2 separate regions of the Oryctolagus cuniculus genome follow, and region 1 is linked to region 2. Evidence: chromatin contacts called from public Micro-C data. All regions are on one chromosome and are shown on one strand. Each heading gives the region's core, a stretch centred on a gene start, on an enhancer-like site or on the middle of the called end of the contact. The rest is flanking DNA. Distances are from core to core; before and after follow the strand shown. Region 1 overlaps SERTAD2 (SERTA domain containing 2). Region 2 overlaps LOC103347664 (a long non-coding RNA gene).

What was found. A called contact is a pair of places that touch in the nucleus more often than the background predicts.
Region 1: a Micro-C map of ear pinna shows a contact between it and region 2, with 3 times the contacts expected there. The contact joins two enhancer-like sites. A contact is called at or near these places in 3 of 6 Hi-C or Micro-C datasets (ear pinna, psoas muscle and an unstated tissue).

The regions. Positions count from the first base shown.
Region 1 is chr2:138,111,046-138,114,069 of mOryCun1.1, reverse strand. All of the region lies in intron 1 of SERTAD2 (SERTA domain containing 2), which reads right to left. Among named protein-coding and RNA genes, the nearest start is that of SERTAD2, 110 kb to the right of the region's middle. Within about 2 kb of position 1,704, at least 4 of the 8 cell types and tissues checked have an H3K27ac peak or open chromatin away from gene starts, as enhancers often do. A contact at or near this core is called in ear pinna, where this site is marked.
Region 2 is chr2:137,985,031-137,988,087 of mOryCun1.1, reverse strand. All of the region lies in intron 4 of LOC103347664 (a long non-coding RNA gene), which reads right to left. Among named protein-coding and RNA genes, the nearest start is that of SERTAD2, 20 kb to the left of the region's middle. Within about 2 kb of position 1,612, at least 5 of the 8 cell types and tissues checked have an H3K27ac peak or open chromatin away from gene starts, as enhancers often do. A contact at or near this core is called in ear pinna, where this site is marked.

The DNA of each region.
Region 1 (3,024 bases), core at 455-2,954, 130 kb before region 2:
CCAACCCAAGACAAGAAAAGTCCCTCACCACCAACAGACTTCCCTGCTTAATATGCAGAGAGAGAGAAGTTAGGCTTCAAAAGATCTCTGAGAGGAGAGGGGCTCAAAATTGGTAGCTTGGTTCCAATTTCTGAAGAGAGGAAGTGATAGGGAAGGTGTGTCTGAAAGATGTGTGACTGAAAGTGACCAGGCAGCGGTGGAGCCACTGGCACGCTCTCACAAGGGTGTGCTGTTAGTACGCAGGTGGCTCAGAGGGAGGCACTCCTGGAAGCCTTCACGTCCACACACCTCAAGGCCCTGCTGGTTCATGCCCTCCATACACTGTCAAGAGCCTGATCCAACTTCCTTTCGCAGTAGTAACAGGACTAGAAATTCAGCGGTGTCCTTTTTCAGACCTACGGCAGACTTCACAATTAAGCAACTTGCTGCTTTAAAAGTCAGCTATGTGAAGGTGGCTACAGGTGGGCCTGTGGGGCCCGGGGAGCACAGTAGAGGCCGCCCCTGGCTTGCAGGCTTCAGACAAAAACAAGTTTTTAAAGACCTGAGCGGGCACAGCTGTCTGGGGAAGGGCTCCTCACTCCAAGGGCAGTTTTCAGAGGCTGTCTCCCTGGTCTCACCACTCTGCTGGTGGAAGCGGCCAGCAGCGCCCATGCCAACACTGAAACCATACGCTCGGGTCTCTGCACTGACATCAACCATTCAGAGATACGTGCACACACACGCGCGCACACATGCAGCCCCTCTTTGGAAAAGAAAGGCAGCAAAGGCTGAGGAGAGGCCAGCGGGGGCCGTTTCCTCTGACACCCAGTGCCGCCAGTACCCAAGGCTGTGGGTGGAACCGTGTTCTTTCTGTTTCTTTTGAGGAAGGGGGTGGAAGAAAGCAGCGCCCATGGCACAGTGAACTGTGTGCGTGACAGGCAGGCTCCCGGCCCCAGAGAAGCGGGCTCAGAGCTGGGCCACAAACTGCTTTGAGACAACTTGGGAAAGAGAATATTCTCCTTCCCCTCCTTCCACATACTGGCCTTCCGCCGGGTGGTTGGAAGGGAGAGGCGGCTCTCAACAAAAGGGTGTTTCCCACCAGCCGGGAGGCCCGCCTCTGGGGAAGGGCTCTTCAGAAACCCGGCAGCTGGGCAGCTCGCTCCCGGGCAGGAAGGAAAAGCCCCAGCCTACTTCCATGGGGGTGGGGTGGGAGATGCTGGCTCAGACAACTTTCACGACGGAGCACTGTGACCCCACCCACGTGCTCAGCACCCGACAACCTCCCCACCCCCACACCAGGGAGCACACAAAAGCCACCCTGGGGAAGGTGATGCTGGCGGGGTCGGAACAGGAAGCTACTACAAGCAAGAGGGTCTCCGCTGTCCCTCCTGCAAGAGGGTGCAGGGCTATGACTGCCCATGGCCCAGGGAGTGCCAGCAACAGTGGCAAAGCAGCCCCAGCTTCCAGACACACAGGGTAAGGGCTCGGCCAAGACAGCTAGACAGCAAGTGCTGCTAACCCCTAAGCTGCCTGGGGTCAGAAAGCGTTTTTTTTAAACGCAAAGCTCATCCAGGGTTTTGGAGGTGCCCACAGTAACACCCATGCTAATTGGTAAGTAAGACAAAGCCTCCCCTAACAAATCGGCAATGTAATTATAAAGCCAGTCACTAGAACAGCCAGTTACCCGTGCTCTGGGAGACTCTGAACCTGTAACCCGACACCACTGTTTGCAGCCGGGTGCCGAGGGCCCAAGCCTCCCCCGCCGACCAGGCCAGGCCCGCGGGGCACCGCAGCCGCGCCTGGAGCTCAGCCCCTGCAGCTGCACGGAGACCCACAGGACGACCCTCCTGGCCTCCTCCTGGCAGCCTGCAGGGAAACTGAAACCCCGCCATGTCAACCTCCAAGTCCACTTCAGAAACAACGGCTCTGACTGTACGCGGCTGTTTTCTACAGTTCCCATTTTAAGAAATTCTAGCTTTCTCTCGCAGAATTTTTACATGCTTCTATAAAACTGAAGACAATTCCCAACACTGGTGGTTTATCAAATATGATTCTTTTCTCTGGAAAAATGAAAGAAATTTTAGAGATATTGATAACTAAATGCCATTAGTAAACAAGAGAGAGGAGAGGGGATATTTCACATCACTATTCCTTACGAATTAATTACGGTCTTGTCAGCAAACATTTGGAAAGAAAATCAGGCACTTTAGACTAAATATCAAGTTGTGTAAAATGTTTCTAATCTCCTGTCTTATTGGTACCTCTGCCAGCAGGGAGTTTTAGGTCTTAATCTCAGGTCTATGCAGCCACAGAAACCAGTCACCTTCTCCCAAGGACAATGGAAATGCTACCAATTCTCTTCTTTTATTTGAGGATTCTGGCTAAACGACTGCACACCTAATTAAAGTTAAGGTTTAGTAGAACCCGACAGTTCTGAATTGGAACTTAACAAACACATACATCAAATATGAGCTGATGCTTTGTACTCCGGGAAGGAAAATAACCCTGAACATGTTGATGGAATACGACAGGCAAAATGTCTGTGGCTGTCGATGCTGGGCGACCAGTACAAGGTGACGCACTGTACTCTTCCTTTTACTGTTCAGCATGTTTGGAATTTTCCACAATAAAACGTTTAAACTACGACAAGTCAATACAAACCTTAGAAATTCTATGAAATTAAAAAACAATCACAATAAATTATTTGCACATTCAGTGAGAACCATTGTACTCATTTTAACTGCTAGATTTTTGCACAGAAGAAAGCTATCCGTGCTCCAGGTAAACAAGCCACGTCCAGCACGAGTCAGAACTCCTTTACATTCTGACAGACGCAGCACATCCACAAGGGGGCGCAGCAGAGTAACAGGCGGTGGGAATGCCTTTCTCCACTGCAGTTTCCAGCTACACATCTCTCAGAGCACAAACATTCATATCCAAGACTGCTCCCAAATTCAAGCATCTAAAGGACAATGCTGAAGAAGTTTGGAGGCTTGCCAAGCACAACCCAGAAAGGTTTTGTTGCATGTGTATAAGTAGCATTGA
Region 2 (3,057 bases), core at 363-2,862:
TTCTCTATTTTTCTTTCAAATAAAATACATAAGCCTTTAACAAATAATAAATAAAAATGCTGACAGTGGGGTGGTGTTTAGACAGTGGCTAAGATACCCATATCCTGTATTGAAGATCAATGCTTGGCTCCAGCTCCTGACTCCTGCATCCTGACCCATGCAGACCCTGGGACACAGCAAGTGAGGGCTCAAGTACTTGTGTTCTTGCCACCCACATGGGAGACCCAGATGGAGTTCTTGACTCCTAGCTCCAGCCAGGCCCTGTCCTGGCTGTTTTGAGTCTTTGGGGAGTGGACCAGCAGATGGGATTTTTATACGCCTCTCACACAATTTTTAAAATACTGTTAGCATCATTCTAGCTTTGGGGAAAGCATGTCTCTGATGACTTATAGATTAGTTTGAGCTAGGCTAAAAAGAGTGTTGAGAATGAGAGCTAACTCAGTCTCTCGTGCTCTCTTCTAGTAAACTTCTAAAATAGCAGTAATCCAAAGAAATTCTACAAACATCAAGAGTCAACCATGCACCTTCAAATAGGTATTTCATAATGCATCATAACCATTGTTATTAGTGGTTGTTCTTTGACTTAAATACTTATACAGAGCAGGGCACAGGGCTTGCCACAGCAAAACCATGTTAATATCACTGTTATTATAGACATCCCCACTTCACAGAGGAGGTGTTAGCAAGACGGGCACATTGTATATTACTCTGCTCAAGTCTGTGGTCACAGAATTACCTGTGTGGCAACCAAGCTGTGGTTAGCTAAGCTTTTAAAGCAAACCCGTATCTTCACGTGTACATCCAATCTTTGTCTTAATAAACTGAAAAGGCAGTCCACCAAAGTTTCTGGAGTTTAGAAAGTGAAACTGAATAGAAAACCAAGAGGAAAGATAATCATCAGGCTTCCTCTGTAGTGTTGAGTGCAGCACAAACAAGCAAATTATGAGAAATGAATTACAGTTTTTAAAAATCCCCTGTTTTAATTACTGTACATGTTAATGAAACTAGGTAAGAATTATTTTTAATCACCTATAATTATATGGATGGTGGAGATCTAAAGACAAAAAGTCGCTATCCAAAAGCCACAATTAAAAAACAACCACCCTAAGACAAATTCTGCTTTTGTTGGAAACTTGCGGTATTTTCCCTTTGTATGTTCCCTTTTCCAAATAAATTCTACCGCTAGAATTGCTGGGTTTGGGCGAATACAGAAAGCTAGCTAGAGATCTCCTTTCCTTGAATTTAATGGGTTTAAGTCTAATCCAGCTGGAGCAAATTCTTGGCGAATATTTCAGGAACTCACAAGAGACGAATTTATTTGGCACGTTAAGGAGGCAAGTAAAATAAAGTTGTGTAGGTCTTAAAGCTTTAGAAAACCGGGGGACTCCTTGTGCCAGCAAAGGATCACGAAGCCTGCAGTTACTATGGGACTTAGCCACGGATGCACAGCGCTCGTCACTCTCGCTGTGCCCTGGCAGCCTCCATTCGAGCTTGGATTCACGACGGAGCGCCGCGGAGCCAGCGGGAGCCGGAGCTGCGGCCGCGAGTGTCTATGAATAGAAGGAGAAGTGTGCCAAAGCCGACAGGGTGCGTCATGGCGTCCCTGCCCCGAGTCCCGAGCTCCGAGCCCCAGGCCGAGGCTGCCCGCAGGACCCCAGCCCCGCGTGGCCCTGGGCCGGCTCGGGGGCTCTGGATCCGGGGCGGAGGGGCGGGGCTCGGGCGGGGGCGCCCCCGCCCAGCTCCCGCCCGCGCGGGGAGAACAATGCGGAGACCCGGCGAGAGGACAAAGCCAGGGAGTCGCGGGCGGGCGGGCGGGGCGGAGCTCTGCGCCTTCCGGAGGGGGCCGCCGGGCGGAGCCACGTGCGAGATAATTCAGGACCGCCGAGATCTGAGATCGCGAAGCTTCTGTTCAAGGCCAGGGAGAATTTCCTGCGGTCCAGATAGAACATCGGCGGCACTCGGTCGAAACGCACCCGCAGCCTGTTGGCGTGGGGACCTTTCCCGAGTCCGGATCTGAATCTCTGAAGTCACTTTTGGAATTTCCAGGGCCTTTTTGTAAACAGGGTGTTCTGGGATTCCCCCGCCCGCCTGCTGGCTTACTCCGCCTGTTCTTCCAGCCTGCCCGTGTCTGGGGCCCTCTCTCCCCACACACCGACCGTGTTGTCCCCTCCCCCCTACCTTGCCTCTTCTTTATTTTGGGGGGCCGAAGGGGCTGGGGGTGTCCTGCAATCCTCCCTCCCTCCCTCCTGACGGGCACTTTCGGATTCCCCTGCCCTTTTCTTTCCATCATTTCTTCCCTGTCATTCCTTCTTTGTTTTTCTGTCTCAAGAACCGCATCTGTGTAATTTTTTTTTCTAGATACTACCCCAAGTTCTGTCCCCTTAAGGACTTTAGGGTTCCTGGAAAGAAACAGGGAAGTGCGCTCCAAGTCCACTCTCAGGGTGGGAGTGGGGGTGGGGGGCAGGGCTCAGCGGATCCTATACTCACCTAGGGGTCCAGCTATCTTGGAGGGAGGGGAATCACAGACCGCCCTGTAACGGCTGGTGTGCTTCCTGACCATAAAACGGCAAGGGGGGCGTAGTTTCAAATTAGGTCTCTAGGGATTTTGCAGCCGCCACTTATTTTAAAGCAGAGTTTTGATCATGCAGTAAAGTCAGGACACTGACGTCTTTTGTGCACCCTTGAAGTGCCAGCTCATGGGTGTCTCCACATTTGTCTCCACCTGTGGAGGGGCTGACCACTTGGCTCTTTCCTCTGAGTGTGGCCCAGAGTACAAAATACAGCCCTTTATCAATCACAGGAATCAGAAACAGCTCCTAGACTTGGGGCCTGAAGCAAGATGGGGAGGGGGGGTTAAAATGTTAACAAAAGGCAGAGGTTAAGTGTCTGGTGCAGCACCATGTGGGACTGCATCCCATGTTCACTGTCTGGATTCAAGTCCTAGCTTTGCTCCTGATTCCAGCTTCCTGCTAATGCACACCCTGGGAGCCAGCAGGAGATGGCTTAAGTTGGTTCCCTGCCAAACATGCCCAGCCTGGGATCAAATTCTAGGCTCCT